Regions from separate parts of the Lactuca sativa genome. Here region 1 is linked to region 2. Evidence: chromatin contacts called from public Hi-C data. All regions are on one chromosome and are shown on one strand. The core of a region is the stretch at or near the end of the contact, and the rest is flanking DNA. Distances in the headings are between cores, read along the strand shown.

Region 1 (5,224 bases), core at 2,319-4,818, 290 kb after region 2:
AGAGATTAGACTGTTAAATGACCGTGAAGAATTTTTAACTCCTTCATACGGACTCCGTTTTCGTCTGTCTTTTTACCGTTGAGTTCCTATAGATCTTCAATTCTCATTTAGGTTGCATAAGCCAAAAACCGCTTGAAGTAAAATTTGAGTTTCGGGTCGTGCACTGCTAAGCCGAATCTTAGAAAAATCATAACATCCTCATATGAAGTCAGATTTGGGCGTTCTTTTTATGGATGTTCTCGGTTTAACGTATACTACAACTTTGGTTTATATTACTAAGGCCAAAAAGTCTTCTATCGTAAATTCATTATTTTACGTCTCCCGGTGTCGTGCCGGTTTTGCCGAAAAACTTTGATGGGCCATAACTTCTTCGTTATAGCTCGGATTTCGGCGCTCTTTATATGTACGGAACCCTTGAGACATATTCTACAGCTTGGTTAAGATTATTTATTCTAAATAATCTTTTGTCAAAAAGTCGTTTTCAACCCCTATTATCTCTAAGTTGACTAGCCCGAATGTACGGGCGTTACACAAGTGTCGTGGGCTCCTCTCATGGTCTTTACTTGGAATGTCATGGGCTCCCCCCATGGTCTGATAACCAAGTGCTATGGGCTCCCTCCATGATCTTCACATAAAACTTTACATACCAAATAACAAAGCATTCACAAAAACTAACCACATAACAAGTAATAGGCCGACCTTGGTGCCTTCGACCCATTGGCATAGTGAGAAGAATCACCTCAGTCTGTTGAACACGATAGCTGCTCGACTACTAGTCCAATTCTTTAACTGTATAAATATACAAAATAACCTAATTAGGTTTATGACACAAATTCAACTTAAGGCCCAACATCATAATCTTTGGCCCACCAATCAAGCCCAAAAGTATATCCTACATTAATGGGCCCAAGATCAAAGTCCAAACTATAATGGGCCACATGATGCAATAAGGCCCAATCAAAACACCAAAGACCCAAAGCAATTCCCAAGGCCCAACATCATCCTAACGGTCCAGGCCCAAAACTAAGTGAAGTCCAAATGGCCCACAAAGTCCATCGAAGCCTAACTCTCACAACTAAGCATACGCCCAACGTTCATCAGAAGTATGCTAAGCGTATTGGGCTCTTTGGCTGTACGCGCGGTGTACCGATTGGTATGCCCAACATAAAAACGGAATAAGCACATCCTCCATTAAGTTCTTAATGCATGAAGATCTTACGTTCCAAACTCAGATTTAGGTCGTTTGAAGAGTCCTAAGGCATAAAGTTGGCAACTTTATGCCTTTCCATGCCCAATATGCTCCCAACAACTCTTTCAAACCCATTAAGACCTTTCCAAGGGTCTTAACTCATGCATGGAGTCAAAACAACCAACAAGTCTGCATTTTTATGACATGAACAAGCTAAAGGACCTTAGATCTACCCTTCCTAATCTCTGGAGTTGCCCAAACTCCCAAGAGATGATTTATGAACTCAAAAGAGGACTAAATAGAAAACCCTAGCTACATAAACAACAAGGATTAGCAAGGAGGAAGCTTTTTACCTCGACAAGCTTCCTAAGCTGCTCTATATGCAAGATCCAAAAGCCTTTCCATCGTTCAAGCTTTCTTCCACTTCTTCCCTTTTGCTAATACACTAAGAATGAGGTATTTGAGGCACTCACAAGCTCAAGAAACACACACAAAGGATTTTAGGGTTTTAGGGACGTTTGAGAGTGATGAAGGCTGGCTAGGGTAAGGTTTAAATGACTTAAGGTTGTTTAAATTGGTCATAAGTCCGGAAGTTAGGGTTTTGGTCATCTTCCACGTACGCCTGCGAGTACCTTCTCGTACGCCCCACATATGTGGTTCACCTCCACGATCATTCTTCCTCAATATGCTAAGCGTACTCATAAGTACGCCCAACGTACGAAAGGGACCATTTTTGCAAAGTAGTTTCATTTAAAGGGAAAGAAGGTTGATTACCTGGATTGGAGTGTTACAGTTTTTGGTTTCAAGAACTCAAAAAATCATTTGTGTAAGTGTGTTCAAGAATTGAAGAAATTGTGTTATTGGTCCAAAACAAACACAAACCTATGACTTAAGATCTAAAATTGCGTTTATGGTGAAGCAAATTTTTGATTTTGTCATTTTCATTCTTGAATCTGGTAATTGAGTTCCAAAAGTGACCATTGGTGAGAAAAACCTCACAGGTCCGATTTGGTTCAGATCTACCATGGTTCGTGTTCTTGACAAAGAGATCTTGAAACGATATTTTCAAGATCATACCTCTTATTAATCATCAGAAATGGGACAAATTTGATCAGAAACAGGAACCCTAAGTTTTATATTTTTTTCTTCTTCCAGATGAAGCAAGAACAGGGATAACATGATGTGGCTCAACTTGATTCACTGTAAGGCTATCACCTTCCATTACCTTAACAAGCCTCGCTCCCCTTTTCTTCCACATAAAAATATGCCCACATATGATCTACTCATAAGATACTTACAATTCGACCCAAAAAACCAACTCATTTAACTGCTAATGAATTCATATGTCCACAATATGTTTGTGGATCTTCCAAATTATCCAAATTCGAGATCGAAAGGAGAATCATTGAAAAGAAATTAGTAAAGACATTTGGTATTCAACCAGTTACCTCGAGAATAAAGCAAAATACTGGAATTTGAAGAGAAACATATGAATTATGAAGGCCGACAAAGGATGATGTCTCCAACGGTGATCCTTGAAGACGAGCATGCTCTTGACCCGTCTTCAAAGAAGACGAGCGAACGCTTCTCATCGTCAGCTTTGTGATTGGAAAGTTGAGTTTGGGTGAAACCAATATGCAATCAACAAGCTTTTGGACCTTCGTTTTTTTTTTTCACAATATGAGAGGTGATAGAATATTTTTCCAGAAGAGAGCAAGTTTGAGTGCCTAGTTAGCAAGTTTTAATAAACAAAGCCAATAATTCATTAAAAATCGTCTATTGTAGGTCGTAAGCCTTTTTTAACAGATACATATCAAGTTTATGCCTTTGAAGTACTAAAAAAAACATAAAGGACATTTTAAACCAAAACCTAATAGTTAGTGGGGCTTCTATGATACATCTAGATACCAAACACACAAATTACCCAAACCACAAGGACAATTCGCGTAATTTACTCTTACCTTTTGTTATGTTCATATCTGGGTAACTATTTTTTATTTGTACACATCTAGGTAACGAACGTTTTTTAAAGTGTTCACATATGACCATTATGACTTGATGGAACCTACTACAGCCGATCATAATGGTCATATGTGAACATTTTCAAAAAGTTCGTTACCTAGATGTGTACAAAAAAAAATAGTTAAATGTTAACAAACCAAAAAGTTAATTACGTTAATAATTCTATTTCTCTATCTTTTACCCGCATATTAACATTTATTTGTTAACAATAATTATAACGAATAATCAAATGACCTTTAGCCTATCGGTAAGAAATAACTTTTTCAAATAGAATTATAGATTTGAGTATCATCCACCCGTAAACATGACGGTGTTTATGATTAGATTAAGAATCAATTTTAGCGAATAAGTCTTTGACATATTTTGGGAGATCCAACGACAATCCCAAATCCCCAAACGCGCTCCTCTTCACAGCCAGCTGGTCAACCCCAGCCCCAAAGTGGGTTTTCAATTATGGAGAAAACCCCAATTACTTGACTATGACAAGCGAGAAATCCATTTTCTACAACTACTGCAATGCAGGCAACAAATTCAATTTACTTTTACTGGATAGAATAAAACCCTTTGCATCTTTAAATGATTAAACCGTTTTACCTTCCTTCCCCCTTTCATTCAAATTTGGTGAATTTTCCCTCATAGTATCAATTATTTCTTCGTAACTGTAAATCCGCACCATGGACAAAGATACGACGCCTCCGTATCTCAGGTCAGTTGGTTCCTTTCCAGTTTTTTCGATCAATTGCAAGTTTATCTTATTATTTGATGTATTGGGATCTTCTGTTTTTTCTGTTCTATTAAATAATGTTCTCAGATCAGATCTTTTGGTGTAGTAGTACAGTTCATGTTTATTTCTGCGGATTTACTGTTGCGTTTAGGAATGTATGTGATTGTTGCTTGTAGATTTAATTTATAGTTGATCAGGTAAGAGCCTTCATGTTAGTAGCACAAGTGGATTTCTTTTTTAACTGATTTGTGAACTGAGCTTCTAATAACTAAACGAATCTCTAGATCTAGAGAGAGAAACTGGTCCTAACACGTACGAATAACAACAGCTGACCAATAGTCCTAACATGAATGTGCTCGTTTCCAAATTTGTAGATAAAATGTCAAAATGTGCAACAATTCACTAAGTAGCATAGGGTTTATAAACAACTGTCTAATTGAAAATAGGTGACATTTCCCCATTGCTTGCTAAACAGGAGTAAAAACAGCTCAGTTTCAAGTAAATGCATATACTAATCAAATCATTTTGTTGAGATTTTCTATGTCAGATTTTCAGATGAAGTACAAGATCTTTGAACTTAAGATGCCAACTTTTAGCAAGGAGTGTTATTAATGTAGATGAATTGTATAAGCTATAAAGATTTTTACTTTTGTTTGTGTGTTATCTGTTTGTTTCTTTGGAATATCGAGGCTTCTTATAACATATGCTCATCCACCATGTAGTTTATTTGCTGCATTATCATATGGAATTGCATCAATGGCCATGGTTTTCATAAACAAAGCAGTTGTCATGGAGTATGCATTTTCCATGACTCTCCTTACCTTACAGGTAACTAAAAAATACATTTACCTTTCGCAATATTTTTCATTTTATCATGTGCAAAATACAGAAACACACTTGTACTATTTTATCGATTTAACCACTAAACTATTATAATAACTTGTTGTTTACAATTTACAAAGTCTTAAGATTGTTTTGGAAATGTTTCAGCAAATGGCAACTGCATTGCTTATACACTTTGGAAGAATAATGGGATGGACAAGAGCAAAACCACTAAATGTTGACACTGCAAAAAAGCTTATACTGGTTTCACTATTTTACAATGGAAATGTGGCTTTTGCTTTAGCAAGTTTGAAAGGAGTCAATATTCCAATGTACATTGCTATAAAACGACTTACGCCTCTAGCTGTATTAATCGCTGGACTTTTTTATAAAAAGGGGAAACACTCAAAACAGGTAATTCTGTTGCATTCCATTTCCATCATGTATATTCGTTAGCTGAATTTTGT
Region 2 (5,182 bases), core at 2,118-4,617:
TGTCAGGACTACTCATAGTGTAGAACAACTGTAATATTTGAAATACTCGAAGCATTCATAGCTTTCAGATATTTCAAATCCGGAACCATGCAAGAAAATTGAAAACTGGGCTCATGGTTCATTACTAAAAACAAGTTTAAAAAGCAAAAACTAGCTAGGAGAAAAGAACTAAAAGGGAACCATAAATGATGGGTATTTCAATTTCATCTCTATCCAAACTAGTTAACCTTGCCATGGTATTTGGTTTTGACTGTGGTTCTGGTTCGTATTCAGCTGATGATAAGGTGAAGAAGTGTTCATATGTTGAAGACCCGCCATGCTAAGAAAATGGTGATCAGTAGGAGTAGGAAATCCTCTAAGACCCAAAAAATCTCTCGTCAACTCATCGTTTAGACCCGCACCTTCTTTACGCTTGTTCAAAACCGTTTCTGCTGAAGCTGGTCCTTGTGGGAAGAGCTCTTGCTGGTAGCCATTCTGATCTTTTTTTGTAGAACTGAGCATGCCATTGAAGACTTCCTGGATGTTGGTTGACCCTACGGTTGTAGATGTCAAGGAACTGGGGTGAAGCAGTTGGTCCATGCAACCAGTGCTGACGTTAGGAAACCCACTGCTTGCTTCAAACATCCCATGATGATTATCGCTTGCAGACAAATTTGCTAGGGCAGAAGCATTATGATGATGATGATGAGGAGGAGACGAAAGTAGAGGTGCACACATGTGATCACGCTGAAGAGCTTGGTGGGACCCACTTAAAATAATGGACTGTTGTTGTTGTGACATGGAAATGACAGCAGCAGAAGGAGCTGTGCAAGGAGGTGGAGGTGCAGGATTGCTCATGGTTACGCCCATCTGAGCAGCCTTTTGCAGCAAAGCAGTGGCAGACATGTGAGAAGAAGGAGAAGGAAGGTGAAGATTACTACTGTTTGGGCTAGGGTTTTGTTGTTGGTGATGATGATCTAACCATGATGGTAACTGATGTGGACTACTTGACCCAACATTGAAGTTCAGTTGAGGGTGTTGGAGGAGATGATGTGGTTCGGCTTTGAGTGGGAAATTGATAGGTAAATGGAGAGGAAGGTTGTTTAAGGATGATGATGATGATCTTCCAGTCTCTTCTGCCAAAGCATCACAAAAGGCTCTATGAGTGATGAAGCTGTCCCTCCTGTGGTAGAGTACCAATAGACAAACAAATAAGAACAAATTTTAATGAATCATTAGTTATACTTTCAAAAATAAAAAATATTTTAATTTCTAGCAAATTGTGAAAATAACAAACTATCACTTTACATGATAAGTTTTGTCTAGTGATCTTGATTAATATGTACAGACTGAACTTTGATAGTAAGATTAGAAATTCATTTTTAGTTTCTAGTGTGTGCGTGTCATTATGAGGAAATGGAACAGTTAATTAATTTCTTTAATAACTGCCACATCTAGCTAGTATATATATTAAAAAATAAAATTGCATGTTTGGTGATAACTTTTTGTTATTTCCCTACATTTGTTGTGTAGATCATTTATACTAAGAGAATGTAAGTTGCAATACATAAATATATGTGTTCAAAGTGTAATACCGATTAGTATAAATTGGTTTTGTATTGCAACGGAATAGGTTAATTTCATGTGATATGATATAGCATCTTATTTAAAATAAGTATGCCCGACAACAGCTCACATGCTTGGTCTTTTCACCTCAAAAATAAGCTTACAAATAAGCAGTGAGGTGACGCATATACATGAGAAGACGTGCCATGTCATGATCGTGGGACATATCCACTGTTAATCAAATTCGTTTTGAGTTTGAACTTGAGACGTACATATACGAAAAGCCTTAAAGATTTTAAGGATGCATTTCTGAAAACCCTTGTTTGTCGACAAAAAAAAAAACTGAGAATCTTGTACTAATTAATTGAACTATGATTAGAGTAATTACGACGTACTTTTTTATGTCATTTACTGTTGGCCTCGTGAAGGTCTTGGAGTTTCTTTGTTATTAGATTCTATATCTTTTCCTTTATCAAGAAAAAAAAAAAGTATATATTGATTACTAGTTGCTATTACCTTGAAAAAAGGGTACCACAATCACATCGATATTCCCGTGTGCCACAGATCTTGGAATGAGCTTTCCAATCAGACTGAACAGCATAGCGCTTTGAACACTTCTCACATTTCCATTTCTTCTCACCGTGTTTTCTTGAGAAGTGCTTCTTGATGCCTGTAAGATCGCCAAGTGCTCTCGATGGTTCATGGTGCACACAACTTGGCTCTGGGCACACATACACCTTCTTCTTTACCACCTCCAGTTTTGATTTTTGCTTTAGTTTCCATGGCAGATTATGTCCTCTTCTATGTAGCTGAAGATTCTGGTCTCTTTGAAACCCTTTGTTGCAAATCTCGCATAGGAATCTGTTAGTTGCCATAAGAGATTTTGGAGACAAAGCTACCACCTCAGCTTCTGGATCTTTTTTCATTCCAAAAATAGAAAGTATCAGTATTTTGTAAACACATTGCAAATTGATTCTATGAAAAAATGATTAATTATCAGGTTCTTGATACAAAGAAAACTGCATGCTTCATATTTGAAATTATGAAAAAGTTTTTAAATAGTAAGAAATTAATAAAAGTTTGTAATAAGTATATATATACGTATCTAATAATTATACCTGGATTGCCAGGAAGATTCCTCTTTTTCTTGTTTGATTGAGTTTGGTTGGTGGTAGTGATTGGCACAGAAGCATAGGTCTGCTGCATCTGTGGTGGAGGGTACATAGTACCAATTTCATTCCTGTTGCTTGATGAAGATAGGCTTGCTTCAGTTGATGCAGATGTTAAATTTGAGATATCGTCATCCAAAAAGATGCCCTTCATATCTTTCTTTCTCTCTCTATCTCAATAATTAAAGAACTGGAATTTTATTTTTTCTTTGTTTCGTGTTATGTATTAAAGATAAACTGATGAAAGACGGATCAACTTTTTTACTACCATACAGATCTGAACAACGAGAAACCCTAAAAGGAGAAAAAAGAACAAGAAACAAATGATTAGTCCAGGTTCGTTGACGTTCTTTTTAGGTTAGATTACAAAAGGTAGCTAGATGAACCAAAGAATAAGTTAGAGAGCTGCAAATAACAATTAGAAGTGAAAAGCTCAAACCTGACAGTTAGAAAAACTTCTCCAGAGAATAACAAACTCCACAAGATGATTCAACACAAGAATCCACACACTTGAGTACAAATTAAGATACCTTAACTAAAGACAACCAAATTCGTACAAGTAGTGAAAAAGTTCAAGTGTGTGTGTGTGTGTGTGTGTGTGTGAGAGAGAGAGAGAGAGAGAGAGAGAGAGAGAGAGAGAGAGAGAGAGAGAGAGAGAGAGAGAGAGATGTGGATGAGAAGATATGTTTAAGATGGACCTCTTTCTAGCTAGCTCCAACCCATCAAACTGAAACCAAAAAGGCAACATGAGGAGGAGGGCAGAGAGGCAATGTTTCTGACGTTACAAAAGTTTGTCCTATTCTTTGTTTTCTTCTGAATTTAGAGATATTACTACTTAGCATTATTGATTTTGCTTTTAGGGGTATCTACTAATCTTTTTTGTGGGAATTACTACTTTGTTTTCCCCTGTATACATAAATATATGTATATATATGAGTACCCAGTACCCATTTGCATCATTTCCGTCACCCTTTCTATCCTTCTAAAGGTTGAAGAAAAAAAACCCTAATTAGGTTTATTGAACATTATGTTTTTTGAAGGGAGTAATATTAAATTAAATTAGGGGAGTGAGCTTTTTCGATGGTAAGTGAGAAGTGATGGTTAACACGTTAGGATTGTATTAGCAATTCATGGTGCATAAAATTGAATAGTGAGGAAGTAATTAAGAGGTAACACTGCATGGAGTGTAGCATGAAATCAAATACATAATAAGGACACATTTATATATGTAGCCTAAACTATGATTAACTGGCCGGTCTTGTGTGATGCTTTCCAAAGATAAAATGAGTGACATCAATGATGTCAGGCTGACGTACCAGATTTTCCAATCTTCTTTCTTTTTTTAACAACAGGCCGACGTACGAGATGCAAGGTCAAGCAATGCCGAACTACAAGAGATAATTTCATTTTACGGATTTTTTTATCTATGTAAACAGTCTTCAGGCACTAGAACAAATACTGGTCCACGCCTCAGTGAAACTGATCAGCCTAAAAGGTAACTAGCAATTCAAGAAATTCATGGTTTATATATGAAAAAAAAATTGCAATGGCCATATTCGTTTCTTGAAAATGTTATTTTCCAGAGTGAATTTGAGGGTATTAATACATAAACGGGAACCATGATCATTGTAGAGTAAAAAAAATGGAGGATAATTTGGCACTTACGATTGCAATAGAATCTCATATTAGTAAGGGTTTAAGATTTGTCGACAAGCTGCAAGTCAAGAGTCAACTTCAATATAATAAACCTTTAATAATTGCGAGGGCCGGAACTATCCCTCACCAATAAGTTCACAGTTTTTTTTTTATTCGAATAGGATATTCACATAGCGTACTACTACAAAAACGCGGTCATTTCCTACGGCCTTTTGTGTTGGTTTTCCCTCCGTAAAGGTTATTTCACGGAATCCACTCTGTGGGATAACATCTTGTGGGTAAGTAGACGACGGATTTCCAACGTAATTACTGAGGACACTCTTTGAACTTCTCTACCTTGTTTGATCACATCACCGACGGCCTTTCCGACGGATTCCGACATACATTTTTAGCAACCGATTATTGACATACACCTTTACGGATGGATTTCCGACGGAGTTTTTTTAAGTTGTTTGACTTTGTTGAACTACTTTCCGGCAACCTTTTTTTACTTTCCATGACATAGTCACTAATCCATTGGTAACAGTACCTGAAACATAAACTGAAAACCGTAAGCACAAAGCTTAGTGAGTTCCTCAAATACCATACCACAAACAACCACAAATTATCATGCACATACATATAGTTGTCATGGGTCCCCCCATGGTCTTTATCTATTATGCCATAGGCTCCCTTCATGGTCTTTACCTGGAATATCATGCGCTTCCCCATGGTCTAACATCTAATTACCATGGGCTCCCCCCGAGGTCTTCCATACAATTATCACAGACACAACTAGTATACCACATAACACGTAATGAGCTGACATTGGT

The links. Hi-C and Micro-C count contacts between places; a contact is called where the count stands out from the background.
Region 1: a Hi-C map of leaf shows a contact between it and region 2, with 8 times the contacts expected there. The contact joins the promoter of LOC111881465 here to the promoter of LOC111920535 in region 2. A contact is called at or near these places in 2 of 4 Hi-C or Micro-C datasets (both in leaf).

What each region holds. Positions count from the first base shown.
Region 1 is chr5:124,389,842-124,395,065 of Lsat_Salinas_v11, forward strand. LOC111881465 (UDP-galactose/UDP-glucose transporter 7) reads left to right here and starts at 3,569. Exons shown (of 7, transcript XM_023877856.3): 1 at 3,569-3,917; 2 at 4,658-4,763; 3 at 4,926-5,171. The coding sequence starts at 3,886.
Region 2 is chr5:124,104,429-124,109,610 of Lsat_Salinas_v11, forward strand. It overlaps LOC111920535 (protein indeterminate-domain 12), which reads right to left and starts at 3,368. Exons shown (of 4, transcript XM_023916120.3): 1 at 3,154-3,368; 2 at 2,664-3,008; 3 at 2,062-2,461; 4 at 99-1,162. The coding sequence starts at 2,868. The coding sequence ends at 223.